Regions from separate parts of the Sus scrofa genome. Here all the other regions are linked to region 3. Evidence: chromatin contacts called from public Hi-C and HiChIP or PLAC-seq data. All regions are on one chromosome and are shown on one strand. Each heading gives the region's core, a stretch centred on a gene start, on an enhancer-like site or on the middle of the called end of the contact. The rest is flanking DNA. Distances are from core to core; before and after follow the strand shown. Region 1 overlaps ARRB1 (beta-arrestin-1). Region 2 overlaps ARRB1 (beta-arrestin-1). Region 3 holds the start of RPS3 (ribosomal protein S3).

Region 1 (3,906 bases), core at 464-2,963, 71 kb after region 3:
GCTGTTCTCACACCCAGGAAAGTGGGTCAGAATGTAGGGCGGGTGTATCTGAGGGTGAATGCCCCCTTTCAGGTCTCTACTCTACCCAGCCGGGCCGTGAGTGCTGTGGGGCAGGGGTGGGGAAAGGTATAGAGTTATGGGCATCTCTGTGTCCAAGACACAGTCCCAGCCATTCTCCTGCCGCCCGAGGGCCCATGGCTGCCCATTGCTTTCTGGCTATGGTCCAGTTGCTCAGCCTGGCGTCTGAGACCCTTACATCTCGCCCAGGGCCTGGTGCATGGAGGTCATCCGTGGCCCGCCCTCCCCCCCGGTGCTCCTCGGGGCACTTGGGATGTACTTGGGGTTGCCCACTATCTCCCAGACTCCCCCAGTGGACTCGGTTGCCCTCCCCAAGCTTCCAGCTGCAGAGTGTTTTGGCTTCTGCACCTCTGTGTGTTCTTCAAGATCCGCTCAATGCCACCTCCCCCTGCCCCGGAAGCCTTTCCTGACGGCCCCCCTCCCTCCCCCACCAGACAGAATAGCACGGTCCCACAACAGGGCAGTATTGTGAGTAGCTGAAAGCGTGGTCTCTGGAGAGACACTGCCTGGGTTCCGGTATCTAGCTCTGCACCTTACCAGCTGTTGTGACCTTGGGCAAATGACTTAGACTCTCCATGCCTCAGTTCCCTCATCTGCAAAATGGGGATGATAATAGTACCGTCTTAAGTGTTGCTAGAGAAACAAAGGCGGTCATGTTTATGACACACTTAGAGCAGTAACTGGCACCTGGTTTCTCTCCCGGATGAGTTTTCCGTTGTTGATTGAAATTAGTATCTGGAGGTCACGCCACATTCACGGTATTCATAGCATCCTTCTTTGACGGGAATTCTCTCACGCTCACAAAGCCGTGAATCGTCGCCAGTGCGCTCTCACTTCACTGGTATAAATCTGCATTCATGGGTCATCTCTCCAGGATGAGTTTTCTGATGTCGTGTAGGGCATACTTGGCTAAATGATTTCCCGTAGGTGGCCTTTCATGGGATTTCCCTCCTGGATGAGTTTTCTGATACTGGCTTTGAGACTTTATTTAGGGGCTCTGAATCCCAGGTTTCTCCTTGGAAAACTGGGAATGTTTAGAGGGAATAATATAATATCTTGATGTGTGTGACGTTCTCTGCACAGCACCTGGCTTTTAGGGACTGCTCACTGCGCAGTGGCCATTGTGGCTGGTGGGTATCTCTAACTTGGCTGTGCCATGGTCATTTGTCAGCAGGGGCCATGAATTGTTCGTCTTAGTGCCCGCAGAGCCTGGCAGTGATAGGAACTGTGTGAATGTTTACCAGGTAAGTGAGTGATAAATGGGAGAGTCATGGGTCGAAGCTGAGCAGAGGCCCCTTTGGGTGTATCGGCTGTATGCCTGGCTCAGCCCGATAGTGGCTGGGACCTTGCCCCTATGAAGCATTTCCTAAGCCCGGTGCTTATTGATCCTGACAGCCAAAGCGAAGTATAGACAGAAGAAAAAATCCCTGGAGTCCACTCACCAAATCATCACCATCATCTTTTGAACCTTCATCCATCCTCACTCTTGACCAGTTCTCTCTTCGGGCATTCGTTCAGCAGCATTCCACCCCACCCGCATTTATTTCCTGAGCACCCACTGTGGCCCAGGCACCACGCTGTGCCCCGGGGATCCAGTGTCAATCACAGAAATAAGAGCTCTACCCTCGTGTAAGTTACGTAAGGGAAGCAGAGGGTGAGTAGACAGACCTTTACGACGTGCAGGAAGTGCTGTGACCGGGGACATGCTGAGTGTGGGAGTTGTGGGGCATCTCATCCAGCTTGGGGGGCATCGGGGTAGGCTCCCTGGGGAAAGAGAGAGGGAGCAGAAGACACAGCGCAGCAATTCTAACAGCTGACACCGCAGGTCCGGGGAGGGATCTGAAGATTGTAGAGCCGTGGACTCTGGATTGTAAAATCACGGAATCAAAGAGTCTAACATCAAAGGATTCAGAGTCATAGGATGCATGTTTTCTCTCTTTCATTTACAATATTTTTTCACCGAGACGTGAGACCTGTCTTGTCGGGGAAGCCCTGGGGTCTTCATGGAGTACGTTGTGCTCACTGCACAACACGGAAAAATAAGGCATACACGGAGGAGTGAGTGGGTGGGTGGACAGAGTCTCCTTCAAGCTCTGTTAATATTTAGTTACATTTCCTTTCCTTTCATTCATTTTTTCAGGTTTGTTTTTAGGTTTTGTTTTAAAAATTGAGGTATTCTTTACGTACCCTAGTACTCACAATTTCCGTGTAAAATTGAGTGGTTTTTAGTAGAGTCACAAGGTTGCATAACCATCACCACTGCCTAGTTGCAAAGCATTTTCATCACCCAAAAAAGAAACTCCTGCCCCTTAGCGATCACTTCCCATTTCTGCCTCCCGCCAGCTCCCGCCAGCTCCTGGCAACCACTACCCTGCTGTCTGTCTCCACGTAGTTGCCTATTCTGGACATTTCACATACATGGAACCCAACAATATACGGCTTTTTGTGTCTGGCTTCTTTTACCTAACATGTTTTCAAGGTTCGCCCATGTTGCAGCATGAATTAGTCCTGTTTCGCCCTTAATGACTGAATAATATTCCGTTGTGTGTTTATGCCACATCTAAAAATATATATTCATCGGTTGATGGATGTTTGTTTTCTTCCCACCTTTTACGGCTGTTATGAATAATGCCACTGTGAACATTTGTGTATAAGTTTTTGTGTGGGCATCCTTTTCAGTTCTCTTGGGTCTACCTAGGGCTGGAATTGCTAGGTCATATGTTAACTTTATGTTTGATGTTAAGAGGAATCATCAGGCATTTTCCAAGGTGGTCGCACCACTTTACACGGCCACCAGCAATGTATGAGCAGGTTCCTGTTTCTCCACATCCTCAGTGGCCCTTGTTCTTGTCCTTCTTTTATTATTATTATTATAGTTGATCTCCAGTGTGTAAATTTCTGCTGTACAGTGAGGCGAGTCAGCTATACATGTATATGTATTCTTTTCCGTTATGACTTATCCCGGGGTCTTGAATATAGTTCCCTGTGCTCTGCAGTGACTTTGTTATGTATCCGTTCTGTGGGTAATAGTCCGTATCTACTAACCCCAGCTACGCTAGTGGGTGTGAAGTATCTCGCTGTGGCTTCAATTTGCATTTCCTCCGTGACTAATGATGCCAAATATATTTTCATGTGCTTATTGGCCACTCATATGTCTTCTTTGGAGACATTGTCTGTTTACATCCATTGTCTTGTGTTGTTTTTTTTTTTTTTTTGGCCACACCCTCAGCATGTGGAAGTTCTGGGGCCAGAGATCAACCCTGCGCCACAGGCTGCTGCAGTGACAACACTGGATCTGTAACCCACTGCACCACAAGGCAGCTGTTTTTAATTGAGTTATTTGCTTATTTGTTGTTGAATAGTTCCTTCGTACATCCTGGATACGAGGCTCTTATTAGATATAGAATTTGAAAATATTTGCTCCATCCTGTGATTGTCTTTGCCCTTTCTTGATGGTACCCTTTGAGGCTCCAAAGTTTTTAATGCTGATGAAGTGTAATTTATCTACTTTTTCTTTAGTCATTTGTGCTTTCGGTGTCGTATATCTAAGAAACCATCGCCTTATCCAAGGTCGTGTAGATTTACATTTAAGTTTTCTCCGGAGAGTTTTATAGTTGTAGCTCTTACATTTAGATCTTTGTTACATTTTAAGTCAATTTTTGTATAAGGCATGAGGGAGGGAGGTCCAGCTTCATTCTTTTGCATGTGAATATCCAGTTGCCTAAGCATCATTTGTTAAAAGATTATTTTATCCCCATTGACTTGTCTTGGTTCCCTTGTCAAATATCAGTTGACCATAAATATATGGGGTTATTTCTGGCCTCTCAG
Region 2 (4,199 bases), core at 770-3,269, 93 kb after region 3:
GGAAACCACTACAGGTCCACATGGCTTTTCATCACCTGACAGAGGGCCTGGCCTCAGATGTCCTTGAGCAGACGATCCTGAACAGGCTTTTAGCAATTAGCCACTTGGTTTAGCTACACAGAAATGCATGCTGCATGCAGGCAGAAGACCAATGAAAGAGAAAAAGACAAAATAAAAGCTAGTGAATCTATGAGGATGGGTTAGGGAAAGAAGAGAATAATTACACTGTACCAGAAACCTAGATTGAAAGGTGGGACTTTGCTTTGAGCTTCCTGGCAGCCAAGGCAAAGAGAGTAAGGCAGTAGGGTCACAGCTTTTCTTGTTGGATAAAGGAATGATCCAAGTCATTGCGTAAAAAGGTTTGTGTGGGAGAGTAGAAAATAATTATACCAAACTAAATCTAGTTCGAGGAAGGATGCTGTGGTTGAGCAGGAAACTTTGTCCCAAGTTTGTTAAGGCAAGAGGAGAGTTTTTTTTTGTTTTGTTTTTTGTTTGTTTGTTTGTTTTGTTTTGTTTTTGCTTTTTAGGGCTGCACCCACGGCATGTGAAGGTCCCCAGACTAGGGGTTCAATTGGAGCTGTAGCCGCCAGCCTACACCACAGCCACAGCAACGCCAGATCTGAGCCATGCCTGTGACCTACACCACAGCTCACAGCAACCCTGGATCCTTAACCCACTGAGTGAGGCAAGGGATTGAACCTGCAACCTCATGGTTACTAGTCAGATTCCTTTCCACTGCGCCACATGGGAACTCCAAGAGGGGCGATCTTATGTGAAACATTTTTTCTCACTCAAAAGAAGTAGATGGTCCTATTAGAAGACATACCTCTTTTTTCTCCTGCCCTGCAAATAATCTTTTAGGGCAATTGCATTTCGTGTAATTTTTCATGTATGTGTGTGTTTATTTACATACAATAACAGTATTTTTGTAATCTAAAAACATTTTTAAAATGTTACTATCTGGTCTTTGAGATTGTTCTTAATACCACGTAGGAAAACAAGTGATGATTGGATCAGACATGTCCCTGTTATTGGATATTTCTTTTGTTTTGTTTTATTTTGTTTCAGTCTTTGCTTTTTGACACCCTGATTTTTTTTTTTTTTTTTTTTTTTTTTTTTGTCTTTTTGCTATTTCTTTGGGCTGCTTCCACGGCATATGGAGGTTCCCAGGCTGGGGGTCAATAGGAGCTGTAGCCACTGGCCTACCCCACAGCCACAGCAACGTGGGATCCGAGCCGCATCTGCAACCTACACCACAGCTCATGGCAACGCCGGATCCTTAACCCACTGAGCAAGGGCAGGGACCGAACCTGCAACCTCATGGTTCCTAGTCAGATTCATTAACCACTGCACCACGACGGGAACTCCTGGATATTTCTTATATCCAGTCTTTTTTTTTTGGCTATGGCGTGCAGCAGCTTAATGTGGGATCTCAGTTCCCAGACCAGGGATTGAACCTGGGCTGCAGCAGTGGAAATGCTGAATCCTAACCCCTAGGCTGCCAGGGAACTCTTGATACCTACTCTGTTTTTTTTTTTTTCTTTAGGGCTGCACCCATGGCATATGGAAGTTCCTAGGCTAGGGGCTGAATTGAAGCTGCAGCTGCTGGCCTACACCGCAGCCACGGCAATACTGGATCCTTAACCCACTAAGCGAGGCCAGGGCTCAAACCTGCGTCCTCATGGTTGCTAGTTGGATTCAGTAACGCTGAGTCACAATGGGAACTCCCTGATACTCACTCTTGATTTTAAAAAAGTCAAAGCCACAAGGCATAGATTAAAAGAGAGAAGTGGGGACGAAATAAAACGAATCTAGGCCCAGAGTAACATAAAATCCCCAAAGAGTGGAAAATCTCAGCCGTCCCTGTGTCCCCAGCACCTAAACTAACAGCCCTCACTGAGCCCTCACTAACAGACTCTCACTGAGAGTCTTGCTTAGTGCTCATGAACCCACCCCCCACCATTGGGGTTGCCGCTGCGCCCCCCCCCCTCCCCCATGCAGAGGAGGAAGTGGCCCAGACAGATGTGAGTTGCTCAAGCTCACAGAGCTGGCCAGTGGCTGAACCCAGGCCCCGAGGCCAGCTCTGTCATTGTCGAAAAGGGGGATGGGGGATGGAGCCGAAGCAGATGAACACTTAGCAGTCCAAGCACCCCCCCCCACCCCCCCGCGATGGATGTCGATGAGGGGACTCCAGTAAGGGTTTCGTCGTCGTCGCAGAACCTCGGGGGCGGGGACATGGGTGCTCACTGCACAAATCTTTCAGTGTTCCTGTATGTTTGAAATTTTGCATAATAATATGTTAGAAAAAAATAATAAAGTCTGCTCTCTCCACTAAAAAATTACCCTCGTCAAAAACAGCAAGGCTGCTAAAAAAAAAAAAAAAAAAAAAAAAAAAAAACCAGCAAGGTGCCAGTGGTGCACTGAATTTTTTAAAACGTTTGGTGGTTTGCACACCCCGAATGAAGTCCTTGGGTCATCTCAGTGTCTGCTGTTTGCCTGTGGAGCAGAGATGCGCCCCTTTTGGGTGACAGGGGTGGGCCTGGTCCCGTGGGTCCTCCATGGAGAAGGGGCTTAGAGCAGGGCCAGGCGGCCCCGTGTCCTGGCTGGGCTGGCTGCGAGGCTGGTGTTGGCCTTGGGGAGCCATCTCCGTCCCTGCCTCCCTTCTTCCCAGTGACACAGTGGCGCCCAGCTCGACGTTCTGCAAGGTCTACACGCTGACTCCCTTCCTGGCCAACAACCGAGAGAAGCGGGGCCTCGCCCTGGACGGGAAACTCAAGCATGAGGACACGAACCTGGCCTCCAGCACCCTGTGAGGACCCGCCCTCCCTAGCCCCAGGCTCTCGGACGTCCCCCCTGCCCTGGCTCCCCGCCTCCCCCTCATGGGTCCACACCCAGCACCGGCCCAGCCTACCCTCTCCTCAAGCTGGTCCAGGGTCCGTCCTCAGGCCCTTGACCTGCCACCAAAGCTTTCCCCCAGCCCCCACTTCTATCCAGGGCTGCCCCAGGGAGAAAAGTGGACCCCTGGACCAGGCTGTCTTAGTGCTGGGCTCTGCTGGCTTGCCTAGGGGAGGGCAACCTGGAGAGGCTTCCTGTAAGAGGCAGTTGCCTTGACCTTGTGTCTTCAGTTGGATGGACTGTGTCCCCGAGGCAGAGCCAGGCTGGAAGGAAGAAGGCAAGGGAGGGAGGGAGGAAGGAAGTGGCTTCTGGAAGGGTCCTAACAGGAGGGGATGAACCGGGAAGTGGGCTTGGGGAGTGTGGAGAGATGAGGGCAGTGAGCTGGGCTAAACCACGCTCGGGGGTGTCCCTGGAAGGCAGGGGTCCGAGCGCCATATGGTCACTCCTACCCCAAGGTCACCACCTTACTCTGGTGGAGACATGGGGGTGCGGGGATCCATCTTGCCTGCCCGAGGGGGTCTGGCTCTCCCCGGGGGGTTGACATGCCTCTGCAGCCCAAACCCTCTCTCACCAGCCCCTGCATGGCTCCCCATTCCCCTCCGAGCCTTGGCCTCCTTCCTCCTCCCTGGCTCAGATCCTCCCTGCCTTCAGCACCTAGTTGAGGCACCACTGCCCACAGGGTCTCCCCTGGTACCTCCTCCCCTCCCCTCTCTGAACACGGGCGCTGACCCCAAAGCAGAGCGGGATGAGCCACCCCTCACCCCACTGCTGGGACTCAGGCCCCAGGAGGGGAGGTGGGGGGGTTCCCAGGGCCACACAGCCAGACTTGGAACCCAGGGCTCTGGTTCCCGCTCCCTGAGGGCGGCCCTTGCCTTTCTCACACGCTGAGTGGCTCCTGCCCCCAGCACAGCCCGCCCTGCCGCGTCCCGCCTCCCGACTCCCGTCTGTCATCGTGCAGGTTGAGGGAAGGAGCCAACCGGGAGGTCCTCGGCATCATTGTTTCCTACAAAGTGAAGGTGAAGCTGGTGGTGTCTCGGGGCGGGTGAGTCAGCCCAGCCTCGCGGCCGGAGTGCCCTGGGGAGGTCCCGGAGAGCCACACCACGGCCCCCTCGGCCTGTCTGCTGGACCCTTTGGCTGCCCCGTTGCTGCTCTTCCTCCTTCATGCTCCTCTTCCCCCGCCTGCTTCTCCCTCCTGCCCCTACTTCTCTTCCTCTTCCCCATCTGGGTCTGGGCAGGGGGGGATGGGGGAAGCTTCCTCGGAGTCTGTGCTGTGGGGCCTCCAAGCAGGTGCCATGCCCGTCATC
Region 3 (3,641 bases), core at 717-3,216:
AAATAACTGTTAAAAGTGATAATGTACCATCCTAATGAGCCATTTCCAGGCCCACAGTAACCTCTGGCATAAACCAGGATCACTCACCTCTACACTGCCCTCAGGGAAGCCAAATCTCTTCTGAACCACAGCAGTCAATTCCCGGATCCTCCGGCCCTTCTCACCAAGAACATTCTGTGTCCTGGGGAAAATAGTGACAATTCACAGCTCTCACAAAATTCCAGATGTTAATTTTATTTTTTGGCAACACCCTAGGCATATGAAAGTTCCTGGGCCAGGGACTGAATCCCAGCCAAAGCTGTAGACCTAAGCCACAGCTGCAGCAACACTGGATCCCTGACCCACTGAGCCAGGCCAGGGACTGAACCAGTGTCTGCAGAGACAAGCCAGATCATTAACCCACTGGACCACAGTGGGAACTCCCCAAATGTAATTTTAAATCTTGCATATATACAGTAGTAAAGTCTTATTCACTGGACACAAGCAAGTATAAATGTTGTATGAGAAAGCTAGAATTAGGATTTTTTTTAAATGCAGTTTAAAAAAAAAAAATCACATATTCTAAGGTTCACTGGTTGTCCCAAGTTTGCAGAATAAACCATCTTAATGCCAACAACAATTATGGGTGACGGCCTGGAACACAAGTTTTTACCTGGTGGCCAAGATAATGATTTCTGTCCTAGTTGGTGTAACTCGAACTTCAACTCCGGAGTACCCATCTTCAGCCAGCTCCCGAGTAAGAAATTCATTCAGTTCAGCTTTGAAGATGCCATCAGCGACAAACTAACCAAAGAAGGAAATTCAAAGTGAGGACATGGGTGCAGGCTCACTTTCCTAGTCCAGTCTTTCAGCCAATGCAACCTTCATTAAAACTCAACACCTCCAACAGAGGACCCATCATCAATCATATTATCTGTGTTCCAGAAGGAACAGAGTAACCCTTCTCAGACAAATGCCTCTAGGTCATCTTTTGGAAGTCACTTTGACCCAGGGCCCTTTGAACTGTGCCACAGAACGCAACACAGAGCAGGGGCTACCTGGTCAAAGAGAACACCTCCAGTCAGACTCGTCATCTTCTCGTCATTGAAGGGTTTAAAAACTGTTATTAGCATGTACCCACGCTAAACAAAAGCAGCTCTAAAACGACCCATTTAGAACTAACTCAGCACAAGTGAGACACTGTTTGCACCCAGGGAGTTAAGCAGCCTCACCTGTAAACACAGTTCGGCTCAGCAGAAGACGCTCAGCCACTTTAATCTTGCCTTAACTGTACCCACGTGTGTTTCGGAAAGCTGGCAAATCCTCACTCACAAAAGCGTGTGGATTGCACTGTAACACCAACGTTATGTACTCACAAAATGACAAAGTGCCTCAAACCGAACGGACTTCACACAGTTCTCTCCCATGGAAAGATCAGTTCAGTTAAACTCGAGGAAGCGTTCTTCTCAGGTCCCCGCCCTCCCTTTCCCCAGAACTTTTCCTTGGCCCCAAGTGGAAAAAATGCCAAAAGCCTTCTCAAAACTGAGGTCTGTGAGGCAGAAGGCTGCACGCAGAAACGATTAATGAGAAGGCAAATATACTGCTACCTCCCTCTCCCGAAGCCCCGCTAAGATGCGGGGAACGGCTCACGGCCTCAAACACCACACGTTTCCTAACGGTACGGACTGACCAAGAAATGCTCACAAGCGCCTTCTCCGGGGCAGGAGGGGCCCCCGGTGCTCATCTCTGCTCTCCGTCCAAACCATCTCCGCCATACTGCGCCGGCCCGGCTCGGGCCTGCGCTCCATCCACCTCCATCCTCGGCCCTCGGGAACCCCACGCGGCCCGCCGCCAGGGGAAGAGGAAGGAGCCGCGGGCCTCGCGACGACCCCCAGAAAAGCTCCTGGCCCGCGCGGCGCCACAGCTCCTGGCATCCGGGCCCCGAGATCTCACCTTCCTCTTCTTGGAAATCTGCACCGCCATCTTGCCGCCGCGCGCAGCCGAAAGAAAAAGAAGGGGCGAGTGGCCGGAAGTGCGTATAAAGAGCGCTGCGCGACGACAAAGAACTGCGCGACGTCGACGTCTGTGGGCGCTCAAGGGAAATGTAGTTTTTACTTCCGGGAGGCGGTAAAAGAGAAGAGTAGCGTGATGGAGACACCTGTAGGCAGAAACGCGAAAGGGAGGAGATCAAGCGAAACGTCAAAACTGTCTGAAAGAAGTGGATGAATTAAAGGGACATACTGTGGACCTGATGTGTCTTGGTGATGGATTGAGGCTGAGGGGAGTTGAGAATGATGTTGCCGGTTTCTGACTTCAGGGCTGGATGTTAGTGACCACCCTCACGGAGGTGAGGAAACCAGGAACAGGCTTTTTTCTCCGTGTGTCATCTCCTTCTGGCACTTCCTCCAGGATTGGGTCTCTCCTAGTTGCTCCCATCACCATAACAGTCATCTCACTGGGTTGGAATGACCTGTTTATATATTTCTTCCACTACTGTAAGCTTAGGATACGGCCTGGTTCAGGCCCAGTGTCAACAAAAGTTTGAATAGCAAACAAATCAATGCATGGATTCTGGTTTTCGAATTGTTCTTGGTACTGTGGTTCAGATGAATTTGCTCACAAGTGCCATATCTTACCCGGGAGGCCCACAAAACCGAGTTGGAGAGACTCAAAGCTGAGGATCAGACCTCGGCAAGTTCTTTGCACCAACGTCACGTCTGGAGTTTTCATGGTGGCTCATCTGCTGTCTCTCCCCAGTGACACAGAGGATGCCTGCCTGGGTATGGTTCTCTGGTCCCAGGAAAAAGCCCATGAAGGAAGCTTTTATCTTTATCATCATAATGCCTTTTATTTTATCTATTTTAAGAGATATTATATTACTCAGAATAACACTGTAAAAATACTAGTATCGGACATTCCCACTGTGGCTCAGGGAAAACAAATCTGACTAGCATCCGTGGGGACACAGTTTTGATCCCTGGCCTCACTCAGTGGATTAAGGATCTGGCGTTGCTCTGAGCTGTGGTGTAGGTCACAGCTGCAGCTCTGATTCGATCCCTCACCTAGGAAACTCCAGGTGCCATGGGTGCAGCCCCAAAAAGCAAAAAAATTAAAATTAAAATACATGCATAAAAACATTTAAAAAGAGAAGCAAATTAAAACAACACAACACTCTTCTGGTTAAGCAAACATTTCAGGACACATGTTTTCAGATTTCCCTCCAGGCAGTGAGATGTCCTGTGGCGAATGGTGTGCACTTTCAGCGTCACACAGATGGGGTCACTGCCGTGCACAGGTGCCATGGAGGATGCTCTGTTCTGCTGGGAGGGTGCCAAGGGAGCAGACAGCTTGGTCAGAGGCAGGGCAGTGGGGAAAATGATGAAGCCAGCTCAATCAGTTTCATGTCTCAGTGCTACTATTTACAAGCTTCAGGCAAGTCACTAAACCTTTTTGTCTCATATTCTTCATCTGGAAAGTGCTCATTAACCTCTGAGGATTTCTGTGATTGAATTAGATGGTGGCTTTAAAGCACTCAGCATAGTGCCCAGCACGTGGAAAGCATCCGTTATATGGGACAGATCATCACTGCTTTTAGTGCAAATAAACACCTTGGCATTTTGGTTTCAATGTTTTTGGTTAGGGTGAGTCATCTTGCCATCACT

What was found. A called contact is a pair of places that touch in the nucleus more often than the background predicts. HiChIP or PLAC-seq counts read pairs in DNA pulled down with a chosen protein or histone mark.
Region 1: a contact with region 3 is called in a Hi-C map of retroperitoneal adipose tissue, with 2.3 times the contacts expected there. The contact joins the enhancer-like site here to the promoter of RPS3 in region 3. A contact is called at or near these places in 1 of 5 promoter capture datasets (fetal liver), 11 of 47 Hi-C or Micro-C datasets (adipose tissue, alveolar macrophages, blood and 5 more) and 2 of 2 datasets of contacts at active chromatin or transcription factors (alveolar macrophages and skeletal muscle).
Region 2: an H3K27ac HiChIP or PLAC-seq map of alveolar macrophages shows a contact between it and region 3. The contact joins the enhancer-like site here to the promoter of RPS3 in region 3. A contact is called at or near these places in 4 of 5 promoter capture datasets (fetal liver, fetal skeletal muscle, liver and 1 more), 36 of 47 Hi-C or Micro-C datasets (adipose tissue, alveolar macrophages, blood and 17 more) and 2 of 2 datasets of contacts at active chromatin or transcription factors (alveolar macrophages and skeletal muscle).

What each region holds. Positions count from the first base shown.
Region 1 is chr9:9,552,143-9,556,048 of Sscrofa11.1, reverse strand. All of the region lies in intron 1 of ARRB1 (beta-arrestin-1), which reads left to right. Among named protein-coding and RNA genes, the nearest start is that of MIR326, 28 kb to the left of the region's middle. Within about 2 kb of position 1,713, at least 9 of the 83 cell types and tissues checked have an H3K27ac peak or open chromatin away from gene starts, as enhancers often do. A contact at or near this core is called in alveolar macrophages and retroperitoneal adipose tissue, where this site is marked.
Region 2 is chr9:9,530,046-9,534,244 of Sscrofa11.1, reverse strand. ARRB1 (beta-arrestin-1) reads left to right here. Exons shown (of 15, transcript XM_021062515.1): 11 at 2,672-2,809; 12 at 3,854-3,937. Among named protein-coding and RNA genes, the nearest start is that of TPBGL, 30 kb to the right of the region's middle. Within about 2 kb of position 2,019, at least 3 of the 83 cell types and tissues checked have an H3K27ac peak or open chromatin away from gene starts, as enhancers often do. A contact at or near this core is called in alveolar macrophages, where this site is marked.
Region 3 is chr9:9,623,600-9,627,240 of Sscrofa11.1, reverse strand. It overlaps RPS3 (ribosomal protein S3), which reads right to left and starts at 1,966. Exons shown (of 7, transcript NM_001044601.1): 1 at 1,933-1,966; 2 at 653-783; 3 at 88-181. The coding sequence starts at 1,962.